2 separate regions of the Gossypium hirsutum genome follow, and region 2 is linked to region 1. Evidence: chromatin contacts called from public Hi-C data. All regions are on one chromosome and are shown on one strand. The core of a region is the stretch at or near the end of the contact, and the rest is flanking DNA. Distances in the headings are between cores, read along the strand shown.

The links. Hi-C and Micro-C count contacts between places; a contact is called where the count stands out from the background.
Region 2: a contact with region 1 is called in a Hi-C map of leaf, with 1.6 times the contacts expected there. The contact joins two enhancer-like sites. A contact is called at or near these places in 3 of 34 Hi-C or Micro-C datasets (leaf and petal).

What each region holds. Positions count from the first base shown.
Region 1 is chrA10:16,400,811-16,408,088 of Gossypium_hirsutum_v2.1, reverse strand. No RefSeq gene overlaps it. Among protein-coding and RNA genes, the nearest start is that of LOC121208764, 12 kb to the right of the region's middle. Within about 2 kb of position 3,723, at least 3 of the 9 cell types and tissues checked have an H3K27ac peak or open chromatin away from gene starts, as enhancers often do. A contact at or near this core is called in leaf, where this site is marked.
Region 2 is chrA10:16,459,252-16,466,529 of Gossypium_hirsutum_v2.1, reverse strand. No RefSeq gene overlaps it. Among protein-coding and RNA genes, the nearest start is that of LOC121208249, 24 kb to the left of the region's middle. Within about 2 kb of position 3,704, at least 5 of the 9 cell types and tissues checked have an H3K27ac peak or open chromatin away from gene starts, as enhancers often do. A contact at or near this core is called in leaf, where this site is marked.

The sequences.
Region 1 (7,278 bases), core at 2,474-4,973:
AGTTGATAGAACGAAACATATTTCACCAAAATTATTCTTTACTCCTGATCTTGAGAAGAAATGTGACATAGAAGTTCAACAAATTCGTTTTAGTGATAATTTAGCAGATCTTTTTACCAAGACATTACCAACTTCAACATTTGAAAGGCCACGAAACAAGATTGGATTGCGTCGACTCAAAGATATAACGTGATGTCACCATTAAGGGGAGTTAAAAACACGTTGTATTCTTTTCCTAGTAAAGGTTTTTAACGAGGCAACTTGTAATAAGAGACTGTGTACACTTTTTCCTTTATTAGGTTTTTATCCCATTGGGTTTTTCCTAATAAAGGTTTTTAATGAGGCACAATTTTCTCCAATGGATATCCAAGGGGGAGTGTTTTAAATATTACTTTATTATGGATGTTCATAACTCTCAAAGTTGTAACCTCCATTGTAGCAACCCCCAATGGAATTATGAGCGTTTTATATAGTAATTAAACCTCTATTTATTCTTTGTAACTTAAGGAGTTGTATTATGTTAGAAGGTCTATAAATAGAGGCATGTACAAGGCTTGTACAGATGCACAATAAATGAAATAAAAAGTTCTCTTGTTTATCTTCTATTGGATTACTTCTTTGTATTAATATTTTCTCTTTACTTTGTTCTTTCCTTTCATTATTTCATAACAATAATGACGTTGATATTTTTAAACATTTTTATATAACATGTTAATAAGAATTTACCTGATATTTAAAAATAAAAAATATTATAAAAATATTTTCATATAATATTCTTAAAATTTAATTTGATTTTTAAAGGGATGATGTAATTTTTGGTCTCTGAACTTAGCAAGTAAGTCCACATTGGCCCCTAAACTTTGTTTATCTACTTTGACTCCTGAACTTAAAAATAATTATTCATTTAAGTCCATTTTGGTAATAACTGTGAAAAAAGGGGACAATATGACTTTTGGCCCCTAAAGTTGACAAGTAGGCCTACATTGGCCCCTAAATTTGACAACTATGTTCACTTTGGTATTTATATTTTTTTTAGTCTATTTTGAACTTAAAAACTAGATCCATTTTGATCCTTTGAGATTGTACCGCATCATCACTTAAAAAATAAATAAAAATAAATCTAAAAGTTTAATGATGTGACATCATATAAAAAATAAATAAAAATTAGATGATGATGTAGTACAATCTCATAGTGTTATATTCAATATTTTAATAATCGAACTGATGGTTGAAAAGATTAGATCACTAGTTCTCGATTCAATTAGTTCGATTGGTTCAACTATCGGACCAATAGTAATTTAAAAAAATCATAAAAATATAAAAGCCATGTAAAACCAGTTTTATCTTTCTTTTTACTTTTTTTAGATTTTTAAGAAATTTTATTTATTTAATTATTATTGGTCTAACGATTGAACCAATCAAACTGATTGAATTGAGAACTGATGTCTAACCTATTCAATTATGGGTACAATTATTAAAATACTGAATATGACACTTAGAGATTGTACTATATTATCATCTAAAAAAATTATTTTTCAAACTTAGAGTGCCACATCACCTAACTTTTAGATTTTTCAAGTTTAAGGATCAAAATGGACAAAAAAAAGTAAATGTACCAAAGTGAACCTAAATGTCAAGTTCAGGGGTCAAATGTTACACTATTCCTTTTTTTTTATGGTCATCAACGGAATAAACTTAAAAAAATAATAGTTTTTAAACTCAAGGGTCAAAGTGGATTAAAAAAAAACTCAAAGGCCAATATAGACCTACTTACCGAATTTATGGATCAAAAGTTACATTATTTCATTTTTAAATAATCCTAATATTTTTTTGAATGTTTAAATAATACTAATAAATATATTAATTAAATGCCAACATTCCAACAAATTATATGATATTTTGCTTATTTGTCATTTTGCATCGTTCATCTAAAATTCTCTCTCTATATATATATTATGATAAGTACATAGACCCCATTGATCATCATCTCAATATTGGCCAAATCCGTCATTTTCGTCTTCTATCTCCAAGAATTTATATTGAAAAAGTGTAAAATTTTGAAAAAAGAAAAAAAAGGGAAAATATGATGATGATGGTGGTGGTGTTTATTTAATAGATACATCTATTTCATGGGTTAGTTTTTTAGCAATGAAAAAATTAAATATTAAAAATTCCATGTGGGTTTAATTTTTTATTTAAAAATGAAATGAAGGATATGCCCTACGCATGGAGCACTTAACACTCAATATATTCCATTTAGGATCAAACTTTTTAATTTTCTTAATTTCTCACTCTTAAATTAAAATGCCAACACGTACCTAATTTATTTATTTACTGATTTTGATAATAAGCTAATTTATTTATTTAAATTCAATATTAAGTACTAATTGACTTTAAACCTCATTAGACTTGCCTGATTAAGAATTTTATTTTGGGAGGTAGAGGATAAAAGAAGGATTAAAGCATGCACCCATTTCATGAGAATTCAACATATATATATTATTTTTCTTTTATTTTTTGTTTTCCAAAAAGAAAATTAAAATTAACTAAAAGTTGTATCAAAGTGGAAATCACCTAATTAGAATATAGATGTGGTTTTAAAAATAACCTATCATAAATAATGAAGCATATGGTTTGAAACTAATTAATAATAATACACGAAATATGTATAATATTTAAATAAAAAATTATATTGAATTGTGAGTAAAATGAAATTAAAACACATAAATACTCAAATTAAAAATACTAAAAGAATACAATTATTTATCATAGTGTTGTCATCAATCCTAAGTTGATGTTCAGTTAATTTGAGACACCAATTCAATCAACAATATTATTAATAAAATTAAAATAAAGCATCGGTTGAGTAATAAATTTGTGGTTTTCATATACCAATTGGCATAGAATCAAATTTCACCAAATGCATATATTGTTTATTTTTTATTAATAAAAAGGCTAAAATACCATCAAATAATATAACTTATTTTAAATACGAAAAGATATTTTGGTAGTTTCCCTAATCAAGTTTGTGCTTGGTTTACTTGTGACACCAACTCAGTAAGGGGTTTAAATAACAATATAGATATAACTTATTTTAAATATGAAAAAACATTTTGGTAATTTTTCTTATGGAGTTGGTGCCATGTTGACTTGTAACACCAACTCAATTAAGTGTTTAAATAATATTATAGATATAAAAGTATGCATAATAAGATTAAAATATATAAAAAGTAAAAATAAAGTATTAGTTGAATGATAAATTTAAAGTTTTATTAATATAATTGGTATGAGTTCAAATTTTATTATATGTATATATATTATATTTAAATAAAAAATACTAAAATAACTTCGAATAATATAATTTATTTTAAACACGAAACGAAATTACGAGAATTCCTCTAACCAAATTACAGCCTACACCTCTTAAATCACATCAATTTTGCAATTCACACGCTATAAATTCCAATTCAGCGGTCACAATTAATTTTACCAAAAAAAAATGATATCAAGAATAATATATATTTATTATTTATATTAGACTATATTGCAATGATTTAAATATATGTTGTATAAATAACAGTATTAAATTATATTTAATTTTTCGAAAAGAATAACCAAAAAAGAGAATATATATATATAATTAACGGTCAACTTTGAGGGGTGAGTGGCGTAGAAGAAGGCACAACCATTGACAGCGACATTGAGGGTTGATAGATTCGGGAAGTTGAATGCGACGTCGTCGTTTAGGACAAATTACTCTCGACAACGATGCTCACTTTAACCTCTCACTTTCTTTGACCTCAAATCAAATCCCACCACTTTCTTTTTATATACTGGTTACAAAAATAAAATTAATTATTTTTCATGTTTTATAACCAATTTTTTATAAAATTATTAAATAAAAAGATCAATACACCTTAATAAAAAATATAATTTGATTTTTATATGAAATACAAATTTAATATTTTCATAATTGAATTGATATTTAATTGATTCATAACATCAATCTAATAAAAGATTTAAAATAAATATAAATAATTTATTTTTACAAATAATATAAAATTCATTTTCACACAAAACTTTTGGTTGGCCTGGTTTTAGTGTCATGATCTACGAATAAATTCAATTAGAAGACAAAGTAGAAGATATATATATATGATAAAACTTGGCCTATAATTTTATTCAAATTAGAAAAAGAAAAATAATAAAGTAAAAACAAACCCTGAACTAGAAACAAAGGCCCATTAAAAACCCAATCCGTCCTACAATTCTAAAGCTTAAACGAGCCCAAACTTTAAAAAATACTCATTTCAAAACAAAACCCTAAAGAAACTACCCCGTAGCCAGTTTCCATTTCTGACGATCCCTCTTCTTCTTCAACAATTTGTCTCTTCAAGCTCTGAAAGATAACTGTCAACCACGTCAAAACTCTCAATTGATCCAAGGCATCTCTGAAATGAGCGATTTTACTCGCTATTTTAGTTACTCTTTTACTAAAGAAACTTTGGATCTCAAATGCCTTTCCATTTTCCTATCATTTTCTTCTCTTAAAAAATAGAAATACTCTTTCTTCAACCCCTCAAATCTATTGTTTCCTTGTATTCAAATTTGTAAAGTTCCTTAGATTTTACATAATCCCTTCAACTTCCTCCTCTTCCACCTTGTATGTCAACCTTGACGGCCCTAACTATCGAACTAAAAAGACCAGAAGCCAAATAAGTATTCTCGCTCTCGATCAAACCTTCTTTTGCAAGTATATGAGCCACTTTGTTTGTTTGTCTCCTTGCATGCTTAAATCTACAACTAACAAAGTTGCTTCTTAATCTTTTAGCATCTAAAATATAAACCCTGATTTCATATCTATCCTCTTCCTCACTTAGTATTTTTTTAATAATAGCTAACACGTCGCCATCAACTTCAACTCTTAAAAAGCCTGACTCTGCTTCGAATCTAACCGCCTAGACAAATGCGAGTGCCTCTGCTGTAAACGTCGTCGGTATATGCTCGTTATTGTAAGCTTTTACTTTTAAAATATTACCAAAAGAATTTCTGATGACGATTCCTGTACATGACTTTTTATTTTGTTTACCAAATGCAGCATCAAAGTTGATTTTAACATTCTTTCCCTTCAAAGGATTCTAGTGTTCTTTTTGTTGTTCCAATAGGGTCGGAAGCGTGTAAATTATTGTACTAAAAAATCACACAAAGTTCAATTCCCAGGGAAGAGAGGTGGATCACATGGATCTCTTAAATACCAAGTCTTTCCTTAGACAGAATATCCCTTCTATAGTAATTTAATAGCACAATTAAATACTACTATTATACCCTCAAATATTGAAAGAAAAATAGGACAAGAAAGAACACAAGAGATTTAATGAGGTTCGGTAAATTATACCTACGTCCTCGGGCACTAACACCAGATGATAACTTTACTATCTCCAAAATATTACAAACAAATAGAATTCCTTAAGAATTCTCAAATGGGAGAAGAGAGAAAACTAAGAGAAAAAGATTGGTTGGGATGGTTGAAATGAAAAATGAAAAGGCCTATTTATAGTTGAAGTTCAGGGACTAACTTGCAAATGGCCTAAAAAATTAGGGACCAAAATTGCAATTATCCTATTCAACTTTTCAACATTCGGTGCAACTTGCTCAACCTTTTTAACAAGTTGCTTCCTACCTTTGTTGACCTTTCAACAATCTCCACCTTGAAGATTTGATTAGGATAATCACATCTTCACACACTTCCTTCAACTCCCCAAATTCGATAAAGTTATCTTTTGTAGTGCCTCTAAATGCGCTCTCGAGCGCCATACACCTGTAGGTGCTCAAATTCTCAGGATGTTAATCAAGTTCAAACAATGATTAAACTTGATTGTTGTTACCACTTTGGTCATCATATCTGCGGGATTATCTGCTGTCGGAATCTTCTGAAGTAGAATTTTTCCTTTTTCAAACACTTCCCGCACAAAGTGATATCTTACGTCGATATGCTTGGTTCTTGAATGATAGACTTGATTTTTCGCTAAATGAATAGCACTCTGACTGTCACAATATAGACTAATGTGACTTTGAACAACTCCCAAGTCTTTCAATAATCCATTAAGCCAAATAGCCTCCTTAACAGCTTCTGTAATTGCCATATACTCTGCCTCTATAGTAGACACAGCTACTGTAGACTGTAAGGTAGACTTCCAACTCACTGGGGCTTTCGCAAAAGTAAACAGATACCCCGTAGTTGAACGACGTTTATCTAAATCACCAGCAAAGTCGGAATCAACATATCCAACTACAAACTGACCAAGTGCTTCATCCTGTTCAAAAATTAAACCAACATCTACGGTTTTTCGAAGATACCGTAGAATCCATTTCACAGCTTGCCAATGTCCTTTTCTAGGATCATGCATATACCTGCTCACAACTCCAACAGCTTGTGAAATGTCAGGCCTCGTACACACCATCGCATACATCAAACTCCCAACTGCATTAGCATATGGGACTTTCGCCATATATTCTCTTTCATCTTCAGTCTTCGGAGATAATTGAGCACTAAGTTTCAAATGAGAAGCAAGTGGGGTACTTACATGTTTTGTGTTTTCATTTACACCAAAACATTGTAATACCTTTTTCAGATATTGCTTCTGATTTAAACAGAGCTTGCCTCTCGGTCTATCTCTACTTATCTCCATGCCGAGAATCTTCTTGGCCTCACCTAGATCTTTCATCTCGAACTCTTGATTCAACTGAGCCTTCAGCTTATCTATCTCATTTTGGCTCTTCGAAGCGATTAACATATCATCAACATACAAGAGTAGATAAATGAAAGATCTGTCATGCAGCTTCTGCAAATATACACAATTGTCATATTTGCTTCTTGTGTACTTCTGCCTTCTCATAAAGCTATCAAATCGCTTGTACCACTGCCTTGGGGATTGCTTCAATCCATATAGCGATTTGTTCAGCTTACAAACCCAATTTCTACCACCAGCATCTGTGTATCCTTCGGGCTGAGTCATATAGATCTCCTCTTCTAACTCACCATGCAAGAAAGCCGTCTTAACATCAAGTTGCGCTAGCTCCAAATTCAACTGTGCTACCAAGGCCAACAAAATTCTAATGGAGGAATGCTTCACAACAGGGGAAAATACATCATTGTAGTCAATTCCCTCCTTCTGAGCGTAGCCTTTAGCTACCAATCTTGCCTTGTAGCAAATATCCTTCTTGCTAGGAGATCCATCTTTCTTTGCGAATACCCACTTGCATCCAATTGCCCTTTTA
Region 2 (7,278 bases), core at 2,455-4,954, 58 kb before region 1:
TCCCAAACGAGTACTCTGAGTTTCGATGAAAATACGAAGTTTTTAAATTTCGAATACAATAATAATTATTTAATATTTCAAAAACCCTAAACAACGCTACTTCAAAGACCGTAATCTTAAACCCTAAAACACAAATCCCCTAACCCTAAAATACAAAACCTTAACACCAAAAATATGCAGGAGAAAAACGCTTCTAGCTGGAAGCTTTTTTTAGTTGATTTGACAGAAAGCACAACCACTTAAGAGTGTTTTCTTGACACCACACTAAGAATAGTTCCAGCTGAAAGCATTTTACAGGCAATATACAGAAAACGCATCCACCTGAAGGTATTTTTCTGGATTTCACCTGAAAACGTGTCTACGTAGAAGCATTTTCGTAAAATCAGCCCACTCCTGTAATTCTTCCAAAAAATGGCCTAATCTGGTAAATTCCAAATTTTTTTGGCATTTATTGGTAATTTAGTCATTTGTTGAACCTCGATAGAAATTTTATTGTTAAGGCAAGTATTTTTTTTAAGTGATTATTGATGTGCCAAGGGAAGTGGCCACTTTCGCTGGCACATTGAGAAGCAATATAACTTAATTATTGGAGTTGAAATCTTTTCAACCAAATCAGTTGGGCAATGACTTAAATGGTTTTGTGAATGTGTGCTGACCCATTTTTGAAGATCCTTGTGGAGCTACAAATCTTTGAAGATGATGTCAGATCAAGCAATCAAATCCCTTACTTTGTAGAAATTTGATCAAGAGAATTAAAGACATATCTCTCAACAGCCCACGTTGCTTTGGACTTTATTAGTATATTATTTTTAGCTATTTTAGTTGTTATTTAATAGAGATTTGGATGGTAATTGATTATTAGTATATTAGTAAGTCTCGAACTTCTATGTATTTGGATGGTAAAACTTTTGTATTGTGGTTTTACAAACTAAATTTTAAAGGAGATAATTTAGTGGTAAGGCACTAGTCTTTGAATACAGAAGTGAGGATTTTAAATCGAATGTCTTAGAACTAGGATTATTAGTTGTATTAAGTTTAACAATAGTAAATTCTTCTCATTAAACTAAACTCCATAAATGTAAAGAAACTGAGTTACATAAACAATTTTGCCATCCTATATTTTTGTTCTATTTTTCGTAATGTTTATAGAAATACCCACTTCCTTTGATCGTGTTTTGTTTATTTCATGTATTTACTGATTCACGTCATAGACTATCATAATTGAGCTGGATTAAATCTAATTAATTCAAATCAAATTTCGATTTTTTATGAAAAATTCTTTTTGCAGCCTATTGTTAGCCATGGACATGGTGGAAGCTATAAAAACTTTAAACAATCAAAGGCCAAAAAGGAAAAGACAGAAGATGATTAAAGGGTGTACCCTAAAAAGCAACGCCACATGATTGGATACCTCAAATGTATAAGTGTCCATTGGCAGCCGCAGCTTTTTCTGTTTCAGCACCCTTCTCTGTTTTGTGTTAAAGTTAGCACCTATACAACCTTTCCACTTTTTTAATCCCAATCTTTTTTTTTTTTAGTTTTACCAAATAAAAACTTTTTTAAAAAATAAGTTATTTAATTAGTAGCTATAGACAGTAATTTAAATTCATAAAATTATTAATTTAATTTTTTCAATATTCAAGACTATATTTTTTAGAGAGGTTTATAGTTCAAATACGGTGTAATTATACTACAATTGTATAATTACAAATATAAATTCAAACAATTATAAAATAGAACTAAATTAATACAAAGTAAAAATAGTTAAAAATTAGAATAATCCAAAACTAAAATCGATTTATCAGACTTAAACTCATATATGACAGTAGCATATAGTGGAGTTAGAAATTCTCACACAAAAGTTATTCATGATGTTATGAGTGAATCGAATATCAACTCACTTGAAAGATTACTTTATTACTATAATAAGATTTAAACCTAAGACACCATGATCTTTAAAGCTTTATTTTAATCATTTCAAGTAAAAATCTTGTTTGATTTCATATAAATTTATTGCAACATATTTTTACACAAAATTTCACCCACAACATAAATTTATCATAATCTAATACATAAAAAAAAAGTAGTTGAAATGTATATAGAAAAAAGAGTAAGAAAAAATACCCCAGTAACAGCTCAAACCAACTTTTATTTCATCACTTCCAAAAAGCAAACTATCTTTTCTTTTGATTTTTATTTTATATTTCTCTAAATTTGTTTGCTTTTGTAGTACTATTTTGTTTTGGGGCAAAGTAGAAAAAAAGGGAAAAAAGAAAAACCAGGCAGTCCTCTTAAGCTTCTTTAGCTAAAAATGTTTGAGTGAAAAGCAGGGGTCACATGGAAAGGCTTATGTACAACCTTTTGTTTTTCTCCCAAAGCATTACCTGCCTTTTTCAGCTTGTGCTTACCATTTTCATGTACCATCTCTTCTCTCATCTCCTTCGTTTTTTTTTTCACACTTTCATATTCAATAATATGTTTTTAATTACTATATGAGACTTGAACTTAACAATTTTTATATATTAGAGTCTGAATTTTTTTAGTTAAATCAAGTCTTAAACTTGACAATCATTTTTACATTAAGACCTGAATTTGGTAACTTTGTCAATTTTAGAGCCTGAACTTTTTTTTGTTTAAATTAAACCTTGAACTTGTCAATTGTTCTTACATTAAGACTTGAATTTTAGGATTTTCAAATACTAATTTGAATAAAAAAAGTCTAGGTCCCAATGTGAGAACATTTGCCAAGTTTAGGCCTAACTTGAAAAAATAAATTCAAGCACTGATGTGAGATCAATTGCTAAATTCAAGATCTAACTTGAACAACAAGAAATTTAAATTCCAATATAAAAAAATTACCAAATTCAAATTCTAAAATATAATTTAATCCTTTAGTATAATATGAAAACATGATAGTTAAGTTTTTCAAATATAAATTATTTAAAAATATGTAAATGCAAAACTAATTTAATTTTATACCAATGTAAATTGATGTAATCTTTTTATTGATTTAATTTATATGACTAGTTGGTGGGTAAAAAACAGTAATAAAATATAGTAAATGATTAACCATTAGTGACATAGTTTTCAATGTAAATTTAAAAGGTAGTGAATTCAAGTTTTATAATTAAAAAAAAAGAAATAGATAAAATATTTTGATGTAAATTTTTTAATAATAATTTTGTTATAGAATTCGGTCATATTTGTTTTTTTGACACAATACATAAAATTATTCATAACCCTCCTAACTCATAAATAGGAAGATAATGCATTTTAATGCACTCAAACTCATTTCTTCCTGTATCAACAATATTATCAATACCAATTGAATTAAAACTCCATCAACATATTTTAATATAATTTTAAATTTTCATTCAGTTAAAATATCAGGTTATCCGAGATTTTAAAATGATGGCATATATTTAAACATAAACGTATATTTTTAATTTAAAAAATTATACATATTTTAGTTTAAAAAACATAAGTAAAGTAAGCCCCGGAGAAAGGTTATGGCCCTCTCCCTAAAATTTAATTTAAAATTTTCACTTGGAAAAATGGGTCCCATTTTGTGTATTGCTCCTTTAATCTTATCAGATAATAGAAGAGAAGGGCATGTGATGTGGGTCCCATCTTGTATGCATCAAAAGCTAGTCTTTTTCATCAACGATCACAATCAACTTAAAATTTTGGACCAAAGCTGGAAGACATTAGGAATATTGTGTTTAATCAATTATTTAGGAGAGCTCTATCCAAAACATTTTATTACGACTCTCCTTTTAGCCGTTTGATTGGTGACACGCGTAAAATCTCACATTTATATTTAAATATTTAAATAATTTTATAATACATTTTTCAAGTAATAAAACCTCAAACATTTCAAAATTATCACAAAAAGGATCCAATATTTATAGAAGGGTTCAAATGAAGTTAAAACTTTTTAAAATTATTAAATGGTCAAATTAAAGTGTTCAAATAACAACTTTTTATATATAGTATTTTAGGGTTTAAATTATATTTTTTCTTTTAAGTAATATCTCATTCAACAATTATGTATTTTAATTTATACATATTAACACTCATTTAATTTTTACTACAAAAATAATTTGAAGTGGGTAAAAAACTCTTATTTGAATATTTTTATAAAGATAAAATCCTTAAATGATCAAATTTAAAAATTTTAGCCCTTATATAAATAACCTATAAAAATATTCAACCCTAATTTGAACTTTTAACCTTAAGTAAAAATTTATATTTTTGTTGTTGTAAGAATGTAACCATCTATGGACCCATATTTATATAACAACAAAGAGCATGCTTTTATATGTCAAAAAATTTGCACCTCATTAATCCACATGGAATATAAAAACAATAGATGAGTTAACAATAAATTAACTTTAAAAATTTTAATAACTCACATAACTTGTTTTGAGCAATAAAAAAATTATTTTACTCGTTTTAAAAAGCTTTTATTTTTATTAGAATTTTACTCTTATTTTTAATATCAAGTTTGAATTTATACTAATCTTTTATTAATAATAGGATAAAAATCAAATCAAATAGAGAAAGCTAAACCAATAGAAAAAACGACCATCTTACAATAACCGTAACACTTAAAGGTTCAAAAACTAACCAAAAATAAATCACCTTAATCAATCACCAATAATTGCACCCTAATTCTACTATCAATAAAAGAACTTGACAATAAACTACTGTTAACGAAATAGCCACTCTTACATCTCAAAATGGCTTATCCTCCTTCCTATCATGTCAAAGTTTAACCTTGCATACACTATCATGGTACTTTATCATAACAAAGTCTTCCAATAACAATTCCCAATAAATTTGCCAACACTTCTACTTTGATAAATTCGATGTATGCATGAGAACACAGCTAAAAAAAAAAAAATTTAAACTAGATTTAAAATGAATGAAAAATTAAAACCACCACAATTTTAAGAGAAGGTAACGTGAATTAAAACTAGAACCACTACAGTTTTTAGAGAAAAGATAATGGATCTAAAAATTTAAAACAAAATCACAAAAAGCTCTTAAAGGGACCGCGACTGGCAACTAACCCAAAGATTAGTATCTTGGTTAACAAAACCAAATTTTGGTTTGAAAAAGATGGAGAGATTAAGACTTTGCAATGAGGAAAATATTACATATTTATTTTAAATGAATTAATGAGTAAAATGCATTTCTTTTTATTAATTATCAATTTGTAACACCCCAAACCCGACCTAGACGTTACGGCCAAATCTGACGATGTCACATGAAAGGGATTTTGAACACGTAGTCGTCACGATAAAGCCCCTTAATTATTAGTTTCTTATTTGATTAGAATCATCGTCAAACCGTTATTTACTTAGTTGATTTGCCTTAAAACGTGTTTTACAGTAAAAGCTTACGAAAAACCGTTTAATTCTAAAACCCAGTTCATTTTTGAAATTGTGAATTCAGAAAATATTTTGTCATGGCATGCAGTTAATAAACAAGCCAAAACCACCGTTAAAAATCATAACGTTCAGAGAGTCCCAAAAATTACAAACTCTCAAAATATAACCCAAAATATAAAATAAAGCCATAAACAGAAAACTTAAACAATTTTATGGAAAGGTGGTCGCCGTTGAGCCCTTGCTGCACCGATCCACCTAAGTCTATGGGTTACCTGTACAAAATAAACAGAAAAGGGTGAGTTTACGTAAACTCAATGTGTAAACCCGCAGAATTAAACATGCACACAGCAAGATAATCAAAATCAGAAATCAGATATTCTACCCCCATCCTCTACACACCATCTCCAACCATCACTGTACACTATGTGGGGTTTAAAACACCCACCCAGCCCTACAAATCATGTTGTACTGATGCGGCACATAAAAGATATAACACAGCCATGCTGCCAAATAATAGGCATACTGCCTTTCAGAACACTTCCTCCAATATACATCATCCCACCCCAATAACAACAATAGATACCAACATAGATATACAATTTAACATGCTCAACATGCTACTAACCAGATCTCAGTTAGTCATACAGATCAATAATCATACATGCACAATACTACCATGCTCAATCTAGGATATCAGTAAATAAATCATACAGTTTAGGGTTTTGTTAGCCCTTACCGACCCTACAGTAGGCCCACAGTCGTTTGGGCAACCCTAGGGGAAAATTCAGATAGATTGGCCCACATGCCCATATGGGTTGCCCGTGTGGCCCACACGCCCAGATTTGCCTTACCTGTATGGATCACACGCCCGAGTGGCGTGGTCGTATGTACGGCCTGGTCTTCGTCGATCATACAGTCGTGTCATTGCACACGGCCTACCACGCGGCCTACCACACAGCCGTGTGGCGTCAACAGTGGGGTTTTTTGGCTTTCGTCGAATCTTGTTTTTCTACGTTTCGGGTACACACCTAATATTGATTCACTGCGAAACCACTCCCAAGCCTTCCAAAACCTAAAAGTCGATAAAGCAACACTCAAATTCAGTTTTTACACACGATTAAACTGAAAACCCGAACCTAACCATACCTCAAATCAAGCACCTAACGCTTACTCCAACACTCCGAACGAGTAGCTACTATCCTGTAGAAGTAGAATCACGAACTCCTTGATTCCTTGCTGCCCAAACATGAGTAAAACCCTAATCAAAATTGGAAAAGCACAAGTTACAGCACAGCAAAGCCCCACTTACCAGAACGTGCGAAGAAGATAGGAATAGCGAAGAAAAACAAAGGTGATGGTCGATAAATAGAATTCGAAGCCAAATGGAAGAAGGGAAGAACAATAGAGAACAGAAGACCAACGTTAATTTTTTTCCTTAGAAGGAAGGAGAAAATTTTTGCAAAAAGGAAAAAAATGTCAATTCTGATAACCCCCAAATCCCTTATTTTCCTCCCACTAACTCCCACTCTTAGACTTTCGATATAACCAAAACTCTTCTAGGCAGCAGAACAAAATTAATACCCACGCTAACGCAGGGATTTAAACTCAGAACCTCCAACACCCCAACTCCCTTATCACTTGAACCAGCAAACTCATTCTGATATGGAATTGCAGACATTTAAATATGAGCCCACTGAGCAAGTATAAGGCTTAAGTCAGAAAAATACCAAAATTTGCTAAAACTAAAGCTTGAACTTGAGATATCTCACACACACCCAAAACACTTAACCACTGAAGCAAATACACAGTTGTGTCAAATAATTACAGAAACATAAAAAAATATATTGGGGAGTTACACAATTAACTACAAAGAATATTTAAA